5 separate regions of the Sus scrofa genome follow, and all the other regions are linked to region 1. The links are chromatin contacts, called in public HiChIP or PLAC-seq maps. All regions are on one chromosome and are shown on one strand. Each heading gives the region's core, a stretch centred on a gene start, on an enhancer-like site or on the middle of the called end of the contact. The rest is flanking DNA. Distances are from core to core; before and after follow the strand shown. Region 1 holds the start of AKAP6 (A-kinase anchor protein 6). Region 2 holds the start of HEATR5A (HEAT repeat-containing protein 5A). Region 3 holds the start of NUBPL (iron-sulfur protein NUBPL). Region 4 holds the start of LOC110261745. Region 5 holds the start of DTD2 (probable D-tyrosyl-tRNA(Tyr) deacylase 2).

What was found. HiChIP or PLAC-seq counts read pairs in DNA pulled down with a chosen protein or histone mark.
Region 2: an H3K27ac HiChIP or PLAC-seq map of alveolar macrophages shows a contact between it and region 1. The contact joins the promoter of HEATR5A here to the promoter of AKAP6 in region 1. A contact is called at or near these places in 2 of 2 datasets of contacts at active chromatin or transcription factors (alveolar macrophages and skeletal muscle).
Region 3: an H3K27ac HiChIP or PLAC-seq map of alveolar macrophages shows a contact between it and region 1. The contact joins the promoter of NUBPL here to the promoter of AKAP6 in region 1. A contact is called at or near these places in 3 of 5 promoter capture datasets (fetal liver, fetal skeletal muscle and liver), 2 of 47 Hi-C or Micro-C datasets (heart right ventricle and liver) and 2 of 2 datasets of contacts at active chromatin or transcription factors (alveolar macrophages and skeletal muscle).
Region 4: an H3K27ac HiChIP or PLAC-seq map of alveolar macrophages shows a contact between it and region 1. The contact joins the promoter of LOC110261745 here to the promoter of AKAP6 in region 1. A contact is called at or near these places in 1 of 5 promoter capture datasets (liver), 3 of 47 Hi-C or Micro-C datasets (blood and skeletal muscle) and 2 of 2 datasets of contacts at active chromatin or transcription factors (alveolar macrophages and skeletal muscle).
Region 5: a contact with region 1 is called in an H3K27ac HiChIP or PLAC-seq map of alveolar macrophages. The contact joins the promoter of DTD2 here to the promoter of AKAP6 in region 1. A contact is called at or near these places in 4 of 5 promoter capture datasets (fetal liver, fetal skeletal muscle, liver and 1 more), 2 of 47 Hi-C or Micro-C datasets (both in liver) and 2 of 2 datasets of contacts at active chromatin or transcription factors (alveolar macrophages and skeletal muscle).

What each region holds. Positions count from the first base shown.
Region 1 is chr7:67,459,086-67,463,891 of Sscrofa11.1, forward strand. AKAP6 (A-kinase anchor protein 6) reads right to left here and starts at 3,062. Exons shown (of 16, transcript XM_021099874.1): 1 at 2,810-3,062.
Region 2 is chr7:68,140,970-68,145,497 of Sscrofa11.1, forward strand. HEATR5A (HEAT repeat-containing protein 5A) reads left to right here and starts at 2,628. Exons shown (of 38, transcript XM_021099894.1): 1 at 2,628-2,761.
Region 3 is chr7:68,027,265-68,032,468 of Sscrofa11.1, forward strand. It overlaps NUBPL (iron-sulfur protein NUBPL), which reads right to left and starts at 1,297. Exons shown (of 10, transcript XM_013978129.2): 1 at 1,130-1,297; 2 at 430-577. The coding sequence starts at 1,237.
Region 4 is chr7:68,317,019-68,322,076 of Sscrofa11.1, forward strand. It overlaps LOC110261745, which reads right to left and starts at 2,127. Exons shown (of 3, transcript XM_021100055.1): 1 at 2,074-2,127; 2 at 685-2,016. The coding sequence starts at 2,127. The coding sequence ends at 895. HECTD1 (E3 ubiquitin-protein ligase HECTD1) reads left to right here and starts at 1,149. Exons shown (of 41, transcript XM_021099884.1): 1 at 1,149-1,807; 2 at 3,116-3,397. The coding sequence starts at 3,258.
Region 5 is chr7:68,103,387-68,107,864 of Sscrofa11.1, forward strand. It overlaps DTD2 (probable D-tyrosyl-tRNA(Tyr) deacylase 2), which reads left to right and starts at 2,776. Exons shown (of 3, transcript XM_013978134.2): 1 at 2,776-3,008. The coding sequence starts at 2,856. LOC102164814 (a long non-coding RNA gene) reads right to left here and starts at 3,189. Exons shown (of 4, transcript XR_304522.3): 1 at 3,025-3,189.

The sequences.
Region 1 (4,806 bases), core at 1,812-4,311:
GGTGGTCATTGATACTGTGGTTCTGACTCATATCCTGCTCAAGAGGATATGAGGATTTGGGTTGAGTTTCTTTTTAATTAGAGCAAAATGCCTAAATATTTAGGAAATAACTTGTGGGTTTTGCTTGTTCCAGTTGTGTCATAGCACTTTGTTCCCTTTCTGTGAATAAAAAGAATAAGAACACAGTAGATTTTCCACTATCAGTGTGTGCTATCCTTTTGTTGCAGTAAAATGAGCAGAACTCAAGAAATGTGGTTGTAAAGTGACAGGCTTGAAATCTTTATTCTTTTCTAAGGTACTGCAAAGTGTATGACCTAGTAATACTCTAAGTGGTACAGTGGAAAGAGAAATGAATTTGGTCTCAGAAGATGATAGGACCGGTACCACTACTGCCTGGGGAAATCACTACACACTTAGCCTAAGTTTCCTTTTCTGAGAAATGGGATTTTCCACCTTTTTTGGTCTAAAACGTCACTGATTGTAAGAGGCACCATAGTTTTAGATAGCACTATGAAAACACAGGTGATTGTTTTATTCCACTGGTAATGAAAGTAGTTACAATTATTATGACATTTATTGGTAATAGAGTCCAAACATTCCAGAACATAAAACTAAAACTCAGAGTTCCTTCTGTGACACAGTGAGTTAAGAATCTGACTGCAGCAGCTCAGATCACTGAGGAGGTGCCAGTTTGATCCCCCAGCTGGAACAGTGGGTTAAAGGATTCAGTATTGCTGCAGCTGTGGCTTGAACCAGGGAATTTCCATATGCCACAGGTGTGACGGTGAAATTAAAAAAACAAAAGCAAAACCAAAAAACTCTAAAACTCAGTTTTTTGTTGTTAAAAAATCAATTAGCCGAGAAAAATCCTTTAAATCAAACTTTCCTAAAGTCAAGTTGTTAAAAATGCCTACTGAGACTCCTGAAATCTTAAGATACAAAAGATTATCTAAAAAGCCACCAACCTCAAAACTTTGCTATACAACTTGCAAAAAATGTGTTAAAGTACATCGCCCCCTAAAAAAGTGATTGGAGACTTAATCTCACTTAACTGTTGATAAGAGCAAGAATTGGTTTCATCAAAATCTAAATATGAGACCTTAAATATTTTCTAGTTTGGCAGAAGCCAACAGTGTTTCAATGCTGCAAATGTGTGGAGTGAAAACATGAGAGTAATTACAAAGGTATAAGGTGAACTGGGTAAATGTACTCAGGGAGCCAGGACCAGGAAAAAAGAAACAGGAAGAAAAATCTAAGGGAACATAGAGACTCGGGAGAAAGAAAAAAAACAAAAAAAAAAACAACCGTGTAACAGAAAGGAGAGAACAGAATAAGGAAATCCAAAATGTTAAATACTTCTGGCAATTGTCCTCCTGGATAAGGGTTTCAATAAATGTACAGCCTTTCAGAAAATATCCAGAAAAGAAACAGGCTGAATTCAATAGTGATGAGGGTGGGTGGAGCTATTTTTCTTATCCAACTGATTATACATTAAAAAAAAAAAAAAAAAAAGTATAGCTAAAGGAGAGCCTAATGAGTGAGGGAGGTGAGGCCTAGAGACCAATTAAGTGGCTCCATAACAGCCTCATACTAGTGAGGACACAGAAACTGGGCTCCAATCTAGCCTAAGAAAGGGAATTTGTTAGCTCATGTAACTAAACTATGGAAAGGATTGAATGATCCAGAAACTCAAAGGAAATCAGACAGTCTTCCTTCATTTCTTTTTCTGGTGTTTCTCTCTCAATTTTCTTCCTTGGGGTACAGAACTTGGACACCAAGGGCCTTGGGTTTACATCCTTAAAGCTCCATGATCCAAGGGTTAAAAACAAACCAACAAACAGAGACCCAGACCCTCTACCTGGCCAAAAGATCCATCAGTATATTCTAAAATCACTAAGTGAAAGATGTACAGGGAAACTTTATAATGGAGGGGTCAGGCTGCTGACCTCGCCTGAACCCACTGGTTCAGCCAGATATTACCTGCATTGAGATGCCATAGAAAGTATACGCCTTAACCAAAAATAAAAAAAATTGAGAAGGGTCTAATTATACTTTACATTTAACTATAAATTTTCAAGAAACATGGTGGATAGAGAAACGAGATCATCAGTCATAAATGAGCCAAAAGCAAGAATCGTGACGTTCCCCGGTGCAAATATCTGGTTTCCCCAATAAATCAATAGCATAAAGAGAAAGAGGGTGGGGAGGGAGGCGTTAAGGGAATTGAGACTTAAGAGGCTCAGCAACCAAATACAATGTGGAAAGACAGAACCTTGACTGTGAGGGAGGTGGGGTTTAGAGACCTCCATTAAGTGGCTTTCTAAGAGCCTCATAGCAGTGAAGACACAAACCAGTCTAGATCTCTATAACAAACCAACAATAAAAGGCATCTTTCAAACAATCAAGGAAATTTGAACGTGATAGGTTCCTAGGGTGTTGGCAGATGTGACTCTTGCGATTGAGCAACACTGGACAAGAACGAAAGAAAAGCGGCTGACCAGGGATGACTTATTTCCTGCTAACGTCAATCCCTGTCCTTGACAGAATGGTTGCATTCACTCATTTGACTTCAACTAAGTCAAGTCTGAAATAAAGTCCTTTGCCACATCCCCGCCCCTTCTTCCTGCCACCAGGCCTTTATAAGCCGAAAGCCTCACGGTCGCTGCTGAGGCCATCCTGAGCTCAGCCCATACGTTTCAGAAGCCTCTCTTGCTTTACTTACTTGGCTGTATGCAGTTCCTCCCTCCGCAAACCTTACAGAGCCTTACAGAACCCACAGAGTGCATATTATGGAATATTCAAGAATTACCTTAACTTTTCTAGATGTGTAATGGCTGGGTGATTACTTTTTTTTCCCCCAAATTCTCATCAAAGGAAGTTTAAGTGAGAAACGAAGTGAGTGAGGCGGCCCGCTTTATACCGCTGCCGCCTCGCCGACAGACAGCTCGCGCTCCGCTCGCTCGCCCGATCCTCGAGGGCGCAGAGCCCAGAGCCGTCAGCCGCGCTCGCCGCACCCAGCATGCTCCGCGGACCGAGCGCCTCAGCAGGAGGACCCACCGCCCGCACCTAGAGCCCCGGACGCGGCCCTTTACCCAAGGTGCCTCGGGCGCTCATTTGCATGGCCCACAGACATGTGAAGCCGACAGATCGCCGCGGTCTAGCGATCGTGGCACCAAACGTGCGAGCTTCGTGAGTGGGTCCGCGACGTCAAATATCTCTAAATGTCCCGCGGTCGCCGGGAAGAGGCGCAGCTTGGTCACCGTAAGTGTGATAGCAGAGATATCGCCGTGCCTTATATAGCCTGTGGACAGAGGCTGAATCGTGCTCGCTTCGGCAGCACATATACTAAAATTGGAACGATACAGAGAAGATTAGCATGGCCCCTGCGCAAGGATGACACGCAAATTCGTGAAGCGTTCCATATTTTGCGCGGTCTAAACAGCCTTAGCCTTTTGAAAGCTCCAAAAGCACGTCTGGCACTCAGTCCTGAAATTGTGATTTATTTTCAGTATAAAAGTGTTCGTATAATGCAATCTATGAAATGAGAATGAAGCTGAGTTACATCTGGAAATTAATGTCCAAAGGAAACACCGTGAGTCAAAAGCAAAACGTCTGGCACTCAATACTGAAATTGTGATTTATTTTCACTATAAAAATATTCATATGAGGCAATTTATTAAATGAGAATGAAGCTGAGTTGCACATGGAAATTTATGTCCAAATATGCCTTCTTTTCACATCTCGGAAATGAGGGAAATATCAACTTGCATCCCTTTCATAGAACTTAAAAGTTCTGAAATCGACTTATTCATGGTCTTATCTCCTCCAACCATACAAAAGCAAGAGACCCAAGTGGGTTCGCCTCTTGTTCAAGACTGCCTGACATGAATTACTGGATGAGTCCTCAACAAATCATTTCTAAATTATTAAATTACTGAATTATCGCTAAGTTACTGAATCCTGCTAAAGGAAGTAAAGAACATTAGCGCACATTTCTGGGACCTACTTTGTTACATTCCTTGGTCGTGTTGGACTAGAGTGCGTAAATTCTCGCTCAGATTGTGAGCTGGACCAAAGCAGCGACTGTTATCGGATCAGATCAACGCTGGCCAGTGCATGTGGATCCTAGAGCTCCAGATTCAGTTAAAAACTGACGCAGCAAGCTCATTCGTATCTGCTTTCCGTAGTCTGAGACAGATCTTGTGGGCCTGTTCTTATTTGGCTTCTAAGGGGCACTCAAAATGCCTCTTTACCTAAATCGGGTGGATTCCGTCACAGGAAATTTGAAAGTTCATTACCCAAACCAAAAGCAGATTTTTTTAACCAATGAAAACAAGCATTCGACTACAGACACTACGATTACCCAAGTAACTTATAGAAACATGACCGGTGGGCCATGGAAATGCCAGGGTAGCAGTCGAGCTAGACTGCGGTGGAAGAGTCTCGCCAGAGTCCTCAAGGCGCAAAAGGAGAGCAGGTCTCTTAAACTAATCTCAAAACCCCACCTCTCCCCAGCAAAGGGGGCAGGGCGCAAAATATGGAACGCTTCACGAATTTGCGTGTCATCCTTGCGCAGGGGCCATGCTAATCTTCTCTGTATCGTTCCAATTTTAGTATATGTGCTGCCGAAGCGAGCACGATTCAGCCTCTGTCCACAGGCTATATAAGGCACGGCGATATCTCTGCTATCACACTTACGGTGACCAAGCTGCGCCTCTTCCCGGCGACCGCGGGACATTTAGAGATATTTGACGTCGCGGACCCACTCACGAAGCTCGCACGTTTGGTGCCACGATCGCTAGACCG
Region 2 (4,528 bases), core at 1,378-3,877, 680 kb after region 1:
ACTTGTGCGGCTAGTTTTGGGGTTTTAAAGCCTTAGCGCCCTCCAAAGGGAGAGGTGGCAGGAATGGGTGATTGCTTAAATATTGGAGAGGTACTCAAGCAAGTAAATATCTCAAAAATAATAGGATCCTGGGTTCTTTCTGTAAGAGTTGCAGGGGGATTACAAATGTGGAAGAGAGAAAACTAGAATAGCCTGTGCAATGCTGGATGGGAGATATTACTGTGAACATATGTTTTTCAATATCTACTGTTAAATTAAAAAGAGTTCTCATTGTGGCTCAGCAGGTTAAGAACCTGACATAGCATCCGTGAAGATGTGGGTTTGATCCCTGACCTCGCTCAGTGGGTTAAAGATCTGGTGTTAACGAAAGCTGTGGCATAGGTACAGATGTGGCTCGGATCCCATGTTGCCGTGGCTGTGGTGTAGGCTGGCAGCTGCAGCTCTGATTCGATCCCTAGTCTGGGAACTTCCATATGCCTCAGGTACAGCCAAAAAAAGAAAAAGAAAATGTAACTGTTAAATTTGTGTGTATGTGGTCTACACATATAGATGCACTGATGTATGTAGATGGTATGTGTATGAATGTACAAATATTCCCTAGCTGCAAACACTAAGACAGCTTAAGCAGTTATATCCCAATAGCAGTGAGTACGTCTAGTGCTTCTAAATACCATTCTCCATGCAAAGGAACCAGGACTCCCAGATAAACTAGCTGCGTCCAGGGTTGGGGCAAGATGAGTCTTATCTTATGCCAGAAAGTAAGGGGGTACTCGAAGAATGATGGAGGTGTGTCAGAAGGCCACAGAGCAGTAAAATGTTAATTGATGGATATGGTTGGTGGATATATGTTATTAAAAGCTCTTTCAAATTTCTGTATGTAAGAAATATTTAGAATAATACATTGTGAAAGAATTTAAAACACATACACAAAGATATAGAAGCCAGAATGAAGGGGTGAATCCCACGAACCAAACTTGGGACAATTTGAACACCAAAATAAACAATGATAGAAGCAGACTATAACCTTTTAATAAAATAGGTTTAATAAAATAGGAAACTCTGATTTCATACTGATAGAAATTAGTTAATTGAAATTTGATCAGAAACAAAAAAACTTACATAGTTTCAAAGAATTTCTCCCACAAAATACCTAATTGCAAAGAGGAAAAAGCAGCTTCACTGGAGAAGTGTGGCAGACACTACATTATTGAAATAAACATCAAAATGAGACAAATTAAAATCAGGTGCCACCTGATAGGATGCAATGAGAAGGACAGAGCATTGTTTCTGTGAGAGTGCTGTCAGAGATACCTACCCTTGAATCTAACCATGAGTAAACATCAGATAGATGCAAAGTGAAGGCCAACTGTAAAATAATTGGCCAGGAATCTTCAAAAGTGTCAAGGATATGAAAGTCGAGGAAAGACTGAGGAAGTGTGCCAGATTGAAGGTGACTAAAGATACATGACAAATAAATACTTTTTTTTTTAAATCTTTTTTTGCCTTTTCTAGGGCCACACCCACGGCATATGGAGGTTCCCAGGCTAGGGGTCCAATTGGAGCTACAGCTGCTGGCCTACACCACAGCCACAGCAACACCAGATCCGAGCCGCATCTGCGACCTACACCAGAGCTCACTGTAGCACAGGATCCTTAACTCACTGAGTGAGACCAGGGTCAAACCCGCAACCTCATGGTTCCTAGTTGGATTCGTTAACCACTGAGCAACGACCAGAACTCAGACAAATAAATACTTGATTCTGCATTGAATCCTTTCCTCTTAGCATTATTGAGGAAATTGGCAAAATGTAATATATCACACATTTTGATTCTGATAGTTATATTAGGATTATGTAGGAGTGAATGCTTATTAGTGAGATATACAGACTAAAGTATTTAGGGACTATGTGACATCATGTCAGCAACTTATATCTCATATAGTTCAGGAGAAAAATGTTCTTTGTATTATACTTCCAACATTTTTTGTAAGCTTGCACTTGTTTCAAAATAGAAATTGAAAAATTACATTAAAAACGCTGAGTATACTGGAAAAATGCAGTTGACTTGGGGTCAAGAGGCTATTAGTCCCAATTCTGCTGTTGACTGTGTGTGTGACCTTGAGCAAGTGGCTTCATGACAGGCCCCAGACTTTTAGGAGTACAAAGCTCTCTCTAGGGTCCCTTCCACCATCTACACCCACGGAAATCTCTGCCTGAATTTCCCTAGGCTCCAGTTGTGCCTTAGACCTCAGCTGCCCCAAGGCTGCCTCCAAGGATTGGGTCTGGCTTTAAAAGCAAACAAAAATGGGTGTGGCCGAACTCTCAGGGCTGCAAAGCCAGCCGTTGCCTCAAAGTAGGACACCGTCTCCGTCATCGCTCTTTCGGCGGTGGAGCAGTTACGCCTGCCAGAGTGGGCGCTCGATGGCTCGGCGGCCCGCAGGCGGGGCCTGGGGTCGGCGGCGCTGTGCGGGGCGCGCTCCCAATCGCCTGCTCCCGCCGCCCTCAAGGCTCCAGGCTTTCCTGCCCCGCCCCGCGCGCGCCCGTCCCGCCTGCTGTCTCGCCGTCGCCGCCGCTGGCGAGTCCCAGTGCTGCCCTGCTGCGCTGTGGAACAGATAACGTGGCGGGGCTGGGACGGGCGCTGAGTTGTGGGGGACCCGGGGCGACCAGTCGGGAATCCCCGAAGTGGAGGCGGATCCTGGCGAGAGGGGGCGGTGTCCAGGCAACCTGCCGGCTGGGAGGCACCACGCACCGGGGCCTGCACCGTGAGTTGAGCTTCTTGGGCGGGGGTGGGGTTGCTCCGTGGTGTTCGCGACAGCCAAGAGGTGGAGGAAGGGGGGACTCAGAGCAGGAACGGGTCGAGGAATTAGGGGTCCTGGACGAAAGAGCCGGAGCTCTCCGAGGAGGGGTTGAACTGGGGCGCCCGGACGACCGAATGGCCAATGCAGTCTGTCGGTCGGTCTGAGCTCCGGGAAAGTCTGGTTTCATCCGAGCACAACAGGTAGGCGTGGACTCTGGCCGCCGGGTGCCCCCGGGCGTGCGGGGAAGGTCGGAAGGTCCGAGCCCGCCCCGCCGGCGCGCCGCTCCCGGGACCCGCCCTGGCGGCGCCCGCCGTGTCTGGGTTGGCCGGGAGCGGGGGCCCATACCCGAGCTCCGGGCGAGGTTTTCTGAGCGCCCGCGGGCGATTCTGCAGGCAGGTTTCCAGGAGCAGTGGAGAGTGGATATGGCGTAGAGAGTGGAGAAGGACTAATCCAGCCCTTCTCTGAAGGAAAGCAAGCCTTTGCTAGGTTAGCACTTGCTTAGTATGATGAAACATTTCTTCGTACCCTACTCGGCCAGCACAGCGTCATTTCAAGGAATTATAAAGTCTTTGGAAACTTTATAAAGCCCTTTATGGTATTTACTAGTTGCAGTAACGTATATCTCTGGCAAGTTAAGATGATTTTTGTAACTGTCAAGTCGTATAATAGTTGTTAAATGATTTGAGCTCCTTCACTAAAAGTCGTACATTTTTTTGTGTGCATTTATTTATTCAGCAAGTATTCGGCACCTTTTATGTGCAGGCTCACTCAGAGCCCTTAAGGAACTTCCAGCCTAGAGAAGAGGTTCAAAAGGGGAAAAGGTCCGTAAGTACGGTGTAGAACTTTCATAGAAATACTCTGGCAAGATTAAAGTGTAAGGAAAGTAGAAGTGTCCTTAGTGGTTGGCATTAAATGGATGGTGAGAGGAGAATTGTCCTGTTTCGTTTTCCAAACATCATTGAACCCGAGATTTGTCTTACATCTTAACACCGTAGTTTTTTTTTTTTTTTTCCTTTAATGAAATGGGTAAGCAGACAGTTTTTATAGCATAAGAATAATGACTGTTGAAAAAAGTTTTATATAGATGGCTATAGTATTGGAAGAGTTGAATTCTATCTTAAGCTCCTCTACTACTGTTTATAGTTTTTAGGTCACTTTTCCCTTTTTGTTTATCATTGTGTCTGAGTTTAGTAACAGAAAATACATAATCCACAGAATCTTAAATTTTTTTTAAAATGCATAAATAATGCATTCTTTAAGGAATGCATTCTTTAAGAACTTTTGTCTTTAGGCAGTTCACCTATCTTCCTTTCTTCCATTCACCTTTATTTGAAAAAGGAGGCGGAGTTCCCGCTGTGGTTGCAGCACATTAAGGAGCCGGCATTGTCATTGCAGCGGCTGGGGTCACTGCTGTGGCGCAAGTTTGATCCCTACCGAGGGAACTTCCCCATGCAGCCAGTGCCACCAAAAGAGGAAACAGAAAAGATTGAGACAGTCTATGACCTTTTATGACTTTTTCTTAATTAGCTTTTGAAAAAAGCAAAAGATTAAACTCTGGATTTGTTTAGGTCCCTTCATATTCTAAAATTATTTTATTTCCGATCCTATTTAACTGGTTTAATGATGTCTGCATTATTGAATCTTCTGTTAAATTATCCATAGTATAGTTGATGGGTTTGAACAGCCCTTTAGTGGGACCTTAGTCCTCTTACATAAAAGCACTTCTGCATT
Region 3 (5,204 bases), core at 47-2,546, 570 kb after region 1:
TGGAAAAGAACATCAAATAACAGAAATAAATTTAGTATTAGGCTGAATGTTTTAAAAATAAGGGCAACCAAATACTGAGTACTTACTATGTAGAAGACACTGGGTTAAACGGTTAGCTTGTTTAATTTGCATAACCACCTTATGAAAAAGATTAACATCATTGCCATTTTACAATTAAGTAAACTGAAGATCTGATGGGCAGCCTGACCACCTTTTCCTCAGTTAAGGAGTCAAAGACCGGGTGATACACCTAGTTTTGTCTAACTCCAAAATCTGAGTTCCTAAATACTACCAACTCCTCATACTAAGGAACCGGCTATTAAGAACTTCACAAATACTTTTTTAAAAACAAAACTATAATGTTAATATTGTGCACTTGCCAATTGGCATCAAATCATACTCAAGATGAGAATTAATATCCTATAATACCTGCCGTAGTAGACTTCCCAACTCCACCCTTTCCAGAAGCCACAACTATAACTTGTTTAACACCTTCTATTGGTTTCTGCTTTGGAAGTCCTCGGGTCATGATTTGTGTTCTTCTCTCTTTTAGGGTTTCACTTTCACCGCCAGATAACTTAAGAAGAAAAAAAAAGTTTTAAAATAAGCCATCTTCATTATCACCCTATAAAAGTAAAAACAATTCATAATTTGTGACTAAGAGGGCTTTCTTTTCTAATTCTGCTCATCTCCACTAGGAAGACTTTAGTGTCATTTACCTATTGTTATCGATCACAATTGCAGTCACACTAAGTTGAAATTTATTTGCCAGGATATGCTGACGTTAAAAATGGGAAGTAAATAAATTGCCTCTTCAAGGAGTTAAATCCACGTGTTCTCCCCCTCTTTTAACCTATTTTCTAAATAAACCAACACTAAAAAAGGACGTAAATGTCACACATCCATATTTCAACCAACTATTTCATGCCCCTCTATGTCTTAGCCTGGTCCTACTAGGAGCTTCCCTGTCATGTGGGTACGTCCAGATAACTGCAGTCTCACTCAGCTGCCAAGTGGGCAGGGGCCCACGAAGGACCAAAGCGAGTCCTAGATAAGAGGCAATTACAGAGTACCTGCCGACCGGCATCTCCGACCCTCCCGCCTCCCCCTGCGCCGCAGCACCACGGACCTGGCGCCGACACACCAACACTCGGCTTCCCCCACGCGGGGCAAAGGCCCCGCAGCCACTCCGAAACGACACCCCACCACAGAGCAGCAAACGCTGCCAAGCCCCCATGGCGCGGAATGCAGCCCTGAGCCCAACCCGGAAATCGTCGCGGTTGGCGCTGGGTGATGACGTCACACGACAACGCTTTTCTTCCCCTAGCGACTAGCGTTGAGTTTCTTTAGCCTGGGAACACAACTACGCCCCTGTAGCCGCGCAAACCTTTTACAGCGTTTTACCAAATGGTTGGGAAGCATTTTCACATACCTCTAATTTGGTCCTTACATAAGTTTAGGAGTAGGTAGGTAGGAGACTTACTAGGATCCTCTTTTCATAGAGAGGAAAGCAGATTATCAAAGTTTAGAAAACTGACACAACTGAGAAGAAGGAAATGGTGAAGGTTAAAAATGACTCCAGGCATTCTCACAGCGGAGCATATAGTCACTTAAGTACTCCCACTGCTAAGGATTTTATATTTTTCCCCCGAGTGGTCTACAATAATAGTCTGCTTTGTGTTGATACTTCGTGATGTGTGGCTGGTAAATCCCTGAAAGAAAAGTCTGGGTTCTTTGCTAAGCTCAAAAAAGGTTTAGCTGCATCAGAAAGCGGGAGTAATGAAGCAAATTTCATTCAAGAAGCAACTTAAGTGAGACAAAGCTTGAGGAAGGAGGTGGGATTCATCCTGGTAAAAGCAAGTACATATCTCCACATTCAAAGTAGATGATGTGTACATGTACACAATGGAATATTACTCAGCCATTACAAGGAACGAAATAATGGCATTTTTAGCAACATGGATCAGTCTCAGTCTAGAAATGATCATGCTAATTGAAGTCAGTCAGACAATGAGACACAAACATCAAATGCTATCACTTAACATGTGGAATCTGAAAAAAGGACACAATGAACTTCTTTGCAGAACAGACAATGACTCACAGACTTTGAAAACTTACAGTTTCCAAAAGAAAGAGGCTGGGGGGTGGGAGGATGCACTGGGGCTTTGGGATAGAAATGCTATTAAATTGGGTTGTGATGATCACTGTACAACTATAAATGTAATAAATTCATTGAGTAATATAAAAAATTAATTAAAAAAACAAAGTAGATGAGAGTGAAGGAAATCACTTTAGGAGAGAGAAAGCTGGAAAGCTGATACAGGAATCCAGACTCAGCAAAAGAATCATTTAGGGTATAGGGTGATTTACTCTAACATATTTTCCATAATATTTTCTGAGTTTAATTTTTATTTATTTGCTTCTTATATTTACAAATTTAGTTGTATAATCACTCAGTTATTTTGTTTTAATCTGATCTTTAATATCCTTAGCATTAATACAGGTATAACATAACAACCTAAAAGACTACTGTAAGAATTAAATGACATATTACCAGCAAAGTACATTCAACTTATTAAGCTCCAAAAAAAATTCAATTCCTTGCTTTTTTCCCCCAGACTAACAAGCATATTACTTCATTCAACTTTCTTTATCTTACACTAGGTATGGCATTCTTAGCTTACTGCTTTATATTACTTTCTTATTTTATTATTTTGTGATGTGTTTTCAGTTAACTTAATTTTAAATTTGTATCTGCTCAATATTTGTAAATTAAAAGCCAATTGAATATGGAGAATAGCTGTCAGAATAATCCATTTACTAAACAAAAAAATGCTAAATGTCTGTTTCTCTCCAGGTGGCTTTGCAAGTTCTTCCAGACTTCTAATGAAAATTCATTCATTTAACAAATATTTATTGAGCAATTACTATGCACCAAGCACTAACCTTTAGGGTTTTCAACCGTAAACAAGACATAATCTCTCCACTCAAGGACTAAACAATCCAGTGCAAGAGACAGAGTAAGTTAACAAATAATTACACTATGGTATAATAACTATAGGAAAAAAATCACTGAGTGATACAGAAGTATAAAAGAGGGGGATGGAATTCAATCAGGATGCTTCTGAATAGGGTAACATCTAAGCTTAATCCTGAAGTATGTAAGACTCAGTAGGAAGAATGGCTGGCTACAGAGTTATTGTGCAGAGGTGAGAATGAACGGCTAGGAACTGCAAATAATCTGTGGCTTGAGGATAGACCGTGAAGTGCAAGACTGAAGGAGATGAGAATTAGAGGTTGGCAAGGTGAAGGTTGCCTAGGTCTTGAAAGGCTTTATACATCATGCAAAGGGGTGTGGACTTTACTCTGAGGGAACCATAGAAGGCTTTTAAGCAAAAAGTGACATTATCAGATTTGTGTTTTAGAAATACCACTATGATTGCCAGGCAGAAAATGGATGGGAGGGGCCATATCAGAGGCAGGGAGACGGGAGGTTAGAGAGGTTATTGCAGTAATCCCAAAGAGAGGTCAGAAGCTTGACTTCACATCTCTAAATTTCCCTTTGGCTTATCTATGAAACAGGTAATACCTATTTGTAGGGCTGTTAATGAGGTTGAATTTAAAACAATACACATAGAATGCCTATCACACAGTACCCATATTCAATATGTTAGCTATTGTCATGCTTATTGGTTTTATAGAGGCTTATGACATGGGCAACTAGATGAACAGTACTGACACTCTGAGAGAGAGCATAAGGGGAAGAACAAGTGAGACCAGTGTTTGTACAATGAATGAATGCATGGTTAATTTGATTTACCTTTCAGCACATTAGGAGATCAAGAAAGTAATAGCGCTATCCATTGTTTCTTCTTCAACAACTACCACAAATCACCCTCAAATCAATGGCCCCTTCTCAAAAAAGTATTCTCTCTGCAATTCCCTGGTGGCTCAGCAGGTTAAGGATCCGGCGTTGTCACTGCTGTGGCTCAGATCACTTCTGTGACATGGTCCTGGCCCCAGAACTTCCACATGTCACAGGTGCAGCCAAAACAAAAAGAGTATTCTCCCTTAATTCCCAAGAATTGCTACGTCATTTGAATCCTTCTCCATGGTCACTAACTGGATTAAAGATTGACATACAACCAAAATTGGGCCAACCATATTCTTTCCCCAGAGAACTTAAAAAATAAGAGATGCTACTCAACCTTAGTTTGCATTTGAACTGAGAAGGCTAAGATGACAATTTTCTGCTTTAAGCATGGAGAAGCAGCAAAAGCCAATGCCAAGAAGGAAAAGTAAAACAGACCATAAGAGATCATATCCAGAGAAGGAAGGGAGAACAGCTATACGGGTCCATAACAGCTTTCCAGTTTCTGTTTCTTATCCACACTGAAGGTCAGCTATACTTCCTATCATTAGATCCATGAGGTACATTTATAACCATCCAACAAATTCTTCCTTGGCCTAATTTGGGTGGGTTTTGGTTGTGCTTGTAATTATGGTGAGATACAGTTTGTAATATCAAGGATTTCCCCCCTGTAATTCCTTGTATCTCTTTTAGCCCTTCCCCATTTGGACAAACTATATGACGTTGTCTTATGACAGCTGGAGGTGTGGCTGTCATCTTGTGAACATGGAAGCACAACAGTGACAAACACAATGACAAAAGCCAACAGCTGAGGGTTACAAAGTGGAAGTATGGCAGGAAGATGGATTCCTGATTATATAGTTAAACTGCTAGGCCTGTCCTAGCCTCTGTCTCCAGACCTCTTGTCGTGTGAGATGATTGATTTTTTAAAACAGTGTTGGATAGGATTTCTTTTATTTGAAGCTAAAATAATCTGTGACTATTATAGCTCCCGAGAAGGAACCTCATACACTTTTAACTACCTCTCCCCTGTTCTCCAAAGTTTCAGCCCCAGTGAGGAGGAGAAACAACAGAGCCCAAAATCAGTTTGGGGGATATGAGAACAGAAAAATCAATGCCCTCATTCCCAAAAAGATCTTAGTGTAGTGGCAGGACCACAGAATAAAAATAGTTTGGGATTATGTTTAGGTGAATAGCCTAAGGCAGCCTCCAGGGTTTGCCCCCTGAAAGAGTCATGGGGGTGGCTGAGAGAAAGCTGATCCTTAAAAAGAGCTTAAGTTTGAGAAAATGGTAAAACTTGACAATAACCTGCATGGTTAAATATGGGACATCT
Region 4 (5,058 bases), core at 877-3,376, 860 kb after region 1:
AGAACTTTTTCAGTCAATGTTCTAGTCCAGAACATGTTACCTCACCCTAAATTCTGGATCCCACATAAGACCCTTCTCACTTTAGCTCTTATCTTCTCTATCATTGCTTAATGCTGGTTTTTTGCTTGAGGTGCTGGTCCTCCTTCCTGTGTCTCAGAACATAGGGTTTGCTTGTATTCTTTCTCCTCCCTTGTGGTGTTCACATTCTACCCACTCTTCAAGGTCCAAGAGGAACCCACCTCCTCCTTAAAGATTTTCCTGCAGCTCTTAAGTCACATTCATAGCTCACAAATAATTATTCTCATGTGTTGTAGTTCTGACAAGATAGTTGGAATGTTCTACTCTTTTCTCTGAGTTTCATCTGTTAACAGGAGACCTAGGGACACTTACCTGCCACAGTCGGACAAGTACTTATAGATATCTTCAGTGCAAATCTGTAATTTCCAAAATACTAGTTCTTCAAGCATATGGTGAACCCAATCTAACTGCTTAAAAGAACGCTTCTCAAATACTATCATATAATATTCATGTTTGTTTAAAAGATGAAAAAGTGAGAGTACAGTGGGTGTCTGGGCATGGGTTTACCTATCTCACAAACCAAGGCATTAATTTCTTGATTTTAAAAAAAGGAAGCTATAGTCACATTTCCAATTAATTATATCCTAAATATCTCCATGTACGTACCATAAGCAAATATATTTTGTTTTCAACGCCTGTGAAACAGAACGTCCGAAGGGAATAATTACAGACATTCTTGCGACCAAAACCCACAGGAAAAAATCAAAAGCACACTCGCAGTGCTGCTGCTTACTGGGGACGCCATTGGGCCTGAATTCACGCTTTTGGGAGCCTCAGTTCTCTCATCCGTACAATGGAGAGAACACTCGACAATATTTACTTCCCCGGAGTTGTGAAAGATTTTCTTTCCAACGAACTGCGGGCGGTTTGCCTCCTAGGACCGAAGGGAGGCGCTTCTCCTCCCGCGACACTTTTCGGTGCTCGAGGAGGGGTGACCAGTTCTTGGCCGGGTACGGTCGCCCTGGTAGGACGCCAGGCAAAGACAGCCTGGGCCGCAGGTTTGACGTGCAGCCTGAGTGCCGTCAGCAGGAGCGCGCCAAGTGTGTACACACCGTGCAAAACACGCTGAGCGTACGTGCAGCCGCGCGTGCGGGGTGGTGGGAGCGCGCTCCGATTGATAGCATAGTGAAGGTGCAGGGCGTACGATAGTAAAGCGACAGCTGACAAGGCCGAGGGAGACCGAGGCCCGGAGTGCGAGAGAGACCAGAGAGAGGCGGCGACGCGTCCCGCCGCCTGGCACCCAGGGCTGGCGCCCCTTGCGCCACTGGCCGACCGGCACCTGCAGCGCCCCACGTGGCGGCCGGCGAGGTCGCAGTCAGTAGAGCCCATTTGCTCCGCCTCCGCGCCGCACGGCTGCCCTCCGCAGCTTCCCCGCCCGGCTCTCCCCCGACCCTCCTCCCTTCCCCCTCCCGGATCGCGATGGACGCGGCCTCCCCCGCCGCCGCCGCCGGCAGCACCGCGCGGGCCTCTGAGCTGTAAGGCCGGAGGAGCCGCGTGCCGGGGACGGGACGTGCGCTGGCTGCCGCTGGTCTGGGGAACCTCTCGCTTCCCCGTCACCAGGTCCCCGCGGAGGAAGGGGAGGGACGAGGAGCGGCTTTTCCTGTGCCGCTTGCCCGGCTCGACCTGCGCGGCCTGCGGCTTCCTGGGAACTCTAGGGCCGCGGCCGGGCCTGGCTCTGCCCGCGGCCTGCTTGGAGCTGGACCGGAGTGGTTTGGGAGGACAGGCCCGGGTAAGAGCTTGAGGGAAGGGGAGGCGGGGACTCCCTGGGCGGTCGGAACGGCCCTGGTGCCGGGATGAGGGATGCCCGGCGGCGGGCTGGGAGCGAGACCCCGGCCCCTGGTAAGGTCGGCGGCACTGCTGTTGACTTACCCTCTTAGCCCCTTTGTTTCCCAGCCTTGGCTCTGCCCGGGGCGGGACCCGGCTTGTCCAAGCCGGAACCTACGGCAGCCCCCCCCCTCCCCTTGTCCTTGAGAAGGTTTCGCCGCCCGGCGGGGCCAGGGACATCTCCCCGGGCCTCGGAGTTCCGGGCGCCGCTCCCGGGAGACCCATCTCCGAGCCCGCCTCGGTGGCCTCCTCTAGGGTAGAGAGGCTTGCTGCTCCTCCTCCAAAACTTCCCCCTCCTTTTCGACACAGGTAGCTAACTTAGCCGGGTTTGGTGCCAGGAAACCGGAGCGCGGTGCCTGCGCCTCTCGGCGCGGGGTCGAGTGGGCCTAGGGTGTTGGGTCACCCCTGCTGACGGCCGCCGTTGGGTGCCCACTGGAACCTGCCGCTGGGTTTATACACCTGCACCTGGGTTGCAGGGGACCCAAAGCCGTCTCTCCTTCACGGCACTTACGAGCTTTTGTAATGACTTGCCTGTTGTGGTTGCTTTTCCTTCGCTGTTGTTGTTTTTAACCAACTGCCCACTCTATGGGGACAGGGAAAGAGGACCATAGATTAGCCTATATTCTGATCCGTAATGTGTTAGTCCATTGTACTTACTTTTAGCATTTCTTTTAAAACTTTTAAAAACAGTTGCCAAAACAGCCAAAATTCCTAATCAAGTTTTTATTCCTAGATAGATCTTGTGTCTATCATTTGTATTTAGATATGGTAAGAATAGCAGTAAGTAAATCGAGAAGTCGGCAGAATTTATGAAATTGGAGGTAATTTTAAAATAGAAACTTAATTTGGAGAGGGATTAGATCAAAATTCTTAGTCTCCTTAAAATACTGATTCTCATCCTTATCCGAAGATCAGTTTTGGGTCGAGGAGGGGAAAGACGTTTGCTGAAAAAAAAGAACTCATAGTAAGGTGTTGTTTGCCTTTTGGCACAGACATTAGTGATAGCAGTACTGGGATAGGAAGCTTGTTTAACTGTCTTTGACAAAGACGGCTCAGGTTTCCAGTTAAGCAGCAACCTAATCAGCTTATATTCTTGTTCAAAACTGGTTTTTATTTAGTGTGATATATGAAGTTAAACCGAGGAATAAGGAAAGTTGAAAAACTGCATTAAGCTCTCTATCCACACACACTTATGAGTCTTTTCTAATTCCAGGAGGACACCACGAAAATTTGGCTCTGGCCCGTGTAAAAGAAAAAAAAAATTTAAACCCACCCTGATCATTTCTGGACATTTAGAGGAATTTTTGCTTTTACTTTTTTAATTTAAGCAAAGAGCCTTTAAAAAAAAAAAAACCATGGCAGATGTGGATCCAGATACATTGCTGGAATGGCTGCAGATGGGACAGGGAGATGAAAGGGACATGCAACTAATAGCCCTTGAACAGCTATGCATGCTGCTTTTGATGTCTGACAACGTGGATCGTTGTTTTGAAACGTAAGTACATCCCTTCATCATCTTCCTTTGGAGTTGCTGTAGTGACATCTACATGACATGTTTTCAGCCATTTCCTGATTTTAGCTTCTGTAGAATTTTCTTCAGTGAGTTTTAAAACTTTTAAAAAGTTTCTGCAGTTTTGCATTTGTATTTTTCTGAGAAATAAAAATTGGTAGGTGAACTAACTCCAGTAATGATAGTTACGACACAAATACATGTTTGTTGAATGAATAGGAATTAGTAGGGAATACTAATTTTAACCTTGTGTGTGATTGATCCATTTTCAGAATATTTTATGAACTGGGAAATACAAATACTTCTTTAAGGTTGGTTATTTCTGTATGAAAAAAATTGGCCTGAAATTAACAAAAGAATACAAACTATAATGAATATATGTTTCCAGTTGCCCTTGGTATTAATTCATGACACTGCCTTTGTTAAAGCAAATGATTGGTTTGTAAATTTCAGTTTGGAGCAGGTATAAATTAGACCTTACCCATATAACATACTTTTTGGAATAGTAGAAGCAAACTTTGAGGTTTGTAGAGTTTAAACAGTTTCATTCAGAGGTTATGTAGAATTTGCAAAAATGTAAAGGAACTAGATTGGTCATTAATGCCATATGTTTCCACTTATATGCTTGCCTAATTAGATTAACTGTTTTGAATGCCAAACACACTGGTTTTTGCTGTTTATTTTATATTTATATTTACAATTTTGAATTCCAGTGATAAGTGAAAACTCAGATGCCTCTGTATTTGTTTTGATGCCATTTTGAAGTAATTGTTAGGAAATATTCCAGATGTTGACATAAAATTTGGTATAATCTTAATTTCTTTGAGTTGGGAATAAAGACTATAACTAAATTGACAAAAGTATTTTTAACCATCTTCATTTTTGATTGAGTAATTAAGGTGAAGTAATAAATGAATTATTAGGAGTTCCGTCGTGGCGCAGTGGTTAACGAATCCGACTAGGAACCATGAGGTTGCGGGTTCGGTCCCTGCACTTGCTCAGTGGGTTAACGATCCGGCGTTGCCGTGAGCTGTGGTGTAGGTTGCAGACGCAACTCGGATCCCGCGTTGCTGTGGCTCTGGCGTAGGCCGGAGACTACAGCTCCGATTGGACCCCTAGCCTGGGAACCTCCATATGCCGCGGGAGCGGCCCAAGAAATAGCAAAAAGACAAAAAAAAAAAAAAAAAGAATTATTAATAATTCTTAGTTGTAAATCCCATTGAAATGGTATTATTACAGTAAAAATCCTTATGAACAAAGTTTCCAAATTACAGTTTGTTAGTGATCCATTTATTTCAGCTAGTTATTGTTATTGAAAGACTTTCAGAACCTAATTTAGCTTGTCTGTTAATACTTATTTTGGCAGTGTTCGTAGAAAAGTGAAATAGATTTTTGGGTATTCATAGATTTCATTAGAAGGTTTTCATTAACCTGAGAATTGCTTTTGGTATTTTAAAAATTAAGTCATGCATACCAGTCAAATCAACTATGATATCTTTTATTAAATACTAGCATTTGGTAGAGGTATTTGTAATGACATTTTTACAAAGTCTTATTAAAACAATTTTATAGGAGGAGTTCCCACTGTGGCTCAGTGGGTTAATGACCTGATGTTGTCTCTGTGAGGATGTGGGTTCAGTCCCTGG
Region 5 (4,478 bases), core at 1,526-4,025, 640 kb after region 1:
ATGTGGAAGTTCCCAGACGAGGGATCACTCTCACATCATAGTAGTGATCCAAGCTGCTGCAGTGACGATGCTGGATTCTTACCCAGCAGCGCCACAGAACTCTTTCTAGCTCTTATTTAAATATGTTTCCTTTTCCTCACAGTCTTAATTAATCATGTGCCAAGTGTCTCGAAGCCAGAATTCACATGGGTCTTTCACACCTCAGTTTCAGATGCCCTAGCAGAAGAGTGATTATCTCTCGCAGTAAATTAGTAAAGAGACTTCTGAATATAATCTAGGATCCCCTGCCTGACCACAGGAGGAAATGTGCTCATCATGCCTTATGTGAGAATTTCCACTCCATGTCACAGCAATATTTCTTATTGCAAATGAATAAATTGATATTCTGGTTCTAGGCACTGAAGGAAAAAAACAAAACAAAACAAAATAAAACCTCTTTAAGCTTTGAAGTAGGGGCTAGATTTCTTCCAGCCTTTCCAGAAAGGAAACATCTACCTCTAATCTACTGATTAACATAATCCAATGTAAATCCTCAGGCAAAAGGCTCATTTTATAGCTAAATCTTATGGAATGCTTTACTTATTATTCCAAGAACTATGAAACAGAGTATGAAATAGTTCATTTCTCTTCCCTTTCCTCTGCACAACCAGGAAGCTTATTATCATCTGCAAAGGAGCTTTCAGAAGTGGTTGTCAAATTTTTCATGTTTGTAAAACACTTTTGAGTGTTAAAATTGGAGGCAGCCAACTTGAAGGAATTAAACAATTCAAAATAACTCTTTAAGTTATCATACCATCTCAAAGGGCCCAGAATGGATTTGTAAGTAATCTACTATCCATATGGTCTCCTTTCAGCATTGTAGCTGTTTGAGAACTATTCCTGCCCAAAAAGTGATTTCTTGTATACTTACACGGCAAAACTCTTTTGTGTTCCAGTGAATCACCAATCTCTAGAGCAAACTTAATGTTGTATTTGCCTTTACCTCTAACTTGAAGCAAACTGTACAATGTGTGCCACATCAACATTACATGTGATGAACACAACTGTTGTTTAGCAACAATTAAAGTTAAATATTGTGAAAACTTTGCTACATACTTTATCATCTCAGCACTCCAGTCAAGAACCAGTCTCATCTATTTGTTTTTGATTCCCCCATTCCAACTGGTATATTCTATTTTCTTTACCCATAATGCTTTATTTTTATTCACATTTCACTATTTTATTGCAGGCATGGCTTGCTTTCTTAAATTCTTTGTGGAAACAGACAACGTTCAAAGTAAAATATGGAAAGTAAATACTTTCTTTTTGGTGCCTACTCTCTACTGCCCTCTGCAGGTAGAAGCAAAGAATAAGTGAGGCATAACCAATTATTACCTACAGTAATTTCCAGGAGATTTTCATCCAACAGGAAGGTTTAAAGTAATTGGTGCTTTCCGAGAGGTTAACCATTATCAACTAGGCTCCGTTTATTTGTAGGAAGAGTTTCCCAATTTGCTGAAGTCCCTTCACTGTGTAAAAATTTCTGGGAACAATAAACTATTTTCCAGAGACCTCCCCATCTACTACCGCCATATACAAAGGGACATTAAAGTCCTCTCTTATTCTGGGTCAAGACCAAGGGCCTCTATGTCTGAGCCAACCCTGTAAAATTTGAGTCTGGGAGTGAAACATTAAAGAGACAGAAACATGCAAAAAAGAAAAGAGACATAAAGGTGCAAACAATGCAAGCTGTCTGTGCATGGCCGACAAATGTTAACAAATGTAGGAATCCCTGCAATGCAGCAAACAGATAAAAATTTTGTTTTCCGTTTTTACAAAAAGCTTAAGGCAGCCTGCAACATAACCAGCTAACAGGCAGCTTCAAGTCTATATAGAAAGGACTTCTGATTATGCATGGATTATTTTCTTCGGTCACACTACTTTGTATGGCTAGCAACACTGTCAGTGATGTCATCTTTTAAAACAACAGACGGGAATGTATAGGCATATTGTGCCAACTGAGCCCAAATCAATGACCTGGATAATGCAGTCAGAGTAACACTATTATTCCTCATCTAAAGCCTCTAAGCCCATAGAAAAATAATGCTAATCTGATGCAGGTTTAAGGAATACGTTATGTGGGAAAGAAAATCAAGCCCTTGTTTAATTTTATATACGTTCTAACACGTACAGGAAACATCACAAAATTTAATATCATTATAAGCATCAGAATCTGTCGTTTTTTAAGTAGTATGTTAAAAATTATTAACTATCACACAACTTTCCTATATAAGAATATTTTTAGCAATGATATTCTCTAAAAGATTGATCTCCAAATATGCATACACATAGCCTATCAATACGTTTCCGCAACTGCGAAAACAGAATGATTTACAGCATTTCTGACAGAGGAGGTAGCATTGTTTTATTAATTACAGTAAACAAAATTTTTGAAAGATTTATAGCTTTCAATTCCATCTCCCCTTGCTTTGTAATTCAATTGACTCAAACTATTTATCTAGCTTCAAAATGGGTATAATATGGATTTAGGCAGATTTAAAATTTTTCAACGTCTGAAAACTTGAGCTTTCTGAGCTGAAAAAAATGTTTCTTTAAAAGGTATGTAGGGAAGAGAACCGCTGGGTCTTTTATAACTCCTTTCAAAGCCTCCGTTGAGAAGGGTAGCCTCGGTGCAAGGGTTAGTACACACTGCCTTTGAAGACCGCACATCCGGGTCACCGAAAGCCAGGCAGAGGCCGCGCCCTTCTGGGGGCGTGGCTATGGGCGAACAGGCCTGCTCTCTGCCGGGTTGCGCCCCGCCCGCCTGTGCGGCGGGTGGCCGGAAGCCGTGGGCTATCCCCTCCCGGGCTTGAGCCATGGCTGAAAGTGGCCGGACACCTCAGGCCCGGGCGCTCCTGCAGCAGTGCTTGCATGCCCGGCTGCAAGTACGCCCCGCCGAGGGGGACGCCGCGGCCCAATGGGTGGAGGTAACATCAGCCCCGCAGCTCCTGCGGTTATTCTCTGGCGCGGTAGGAGGGTTCTTACCGCGTTGTCTCGGTGCTCTGCTCTTCCGCGTCTCCCTCCGAGCCGGCCGCGTGGCGACGGGCACGTGCAGTGGGCGGTGCTGGACTTCCGCCCGGTCAACTATCCAGTACCCTCCATTGCCGGCCTCGCTTTTCCTGTCTCCTCAATCTTGCCCCACTGACCCTGGTACCTTCTCCTTCAGATTCATTCTCCCAGCGGGAGAGGGTGTCCTCTGCTTGGGACTCAGGGAATTGGAACTTCCCCTCACCTTCTGCCTACCTGAGTGAGGGGACGTTGGGCGTAGTAGTCTCAGACATTTGCTTCAAAAGAGCAGAAAGGCTTGCTATGCCCTGCGTGTTGCTTGGGCTGCTGGAGACCTGTGTTTATCTGATTGGAGCTTATAGGTTATATTTGTTGCAGTCTTCCAGATTTGTTTAGACTCATGTTCCAGATCTCATGGAATTCCCTTTTTTTGTTGTCTTTTTAGGGCTGCATCCAGACATAGACATATGGAGGTTCCCAGGCTAGGGGTCGAATTGGAACTGTAGCCGCTGGCCTACACCACAGCCACAGCACGGCTGGATCCTTAAACCACTGAGCCAGACCGTGAATACTATAGTATTCCTCATGGATACTCGTTGGATTCCTTTGGACTGAGCCACCGCAGGAACTCCTGAACTCCCTTTTGATTGCAGCTAGGTGTTAGTGTAGACATGAGATTGTTGCCCATGAAACACTGCCTTTTTCAAGAAACTTAAAATTTTGAATTACTTCTAACTAGGAACAAAGACTACTACTTTTATATAATGTTGCATTGTTATCATATTTCCTCGAAAGAATTTAAAACATTTACACCAATGATGCCCTTCGACTTGAATATTTGCCTTTTTAGGGCCACCCTGGGAATACCCGTCGTGGCGCAGCGGCAACGAATTCGGCTAGGAACCAGGAGGTTGTGGGTTTGATCCCTGGCCTCGCTCAGTGGGTTAAGGATCCGGCGTTGCGGTGAGCCGTGGTGTAGGTCACAGACGCAGCTAAAATCTGGCAGTTGCTGTGCTTCTGGCGTAGGCCGGAGGTTACAGCTCCTATTTGATCCCTAGCCTGGGAACCTCTATATGCCGCAGGTGCGGCCCTAAAAAGACCAAAAAAAAAAAAAGGCAGCCTGACCCTGTGCATAATTCCATGCAAAAACACGTGAAATATTCGTTAAGGCCCTCGACTTATTTTTGGAGTAAGTTGAAATGAAAAGGCAAAAAATTGTAATAATAGTAGTAAAGACTTTTGGAGGTATTCAGAAACTTTAATATAGGAGCATTTCATTTCATCTGTCGTATCTGCTAAGTCCTGTCCCAGATCTAGCATTCCTTAACAGACTACTAGTCATCACTTTAAATGCTACCCATAAACGATATATGTGGGCGGTTATTCTTAAATCACAATCTGTTACTCTTTGCCAGTTTGGAAATATTCATAAG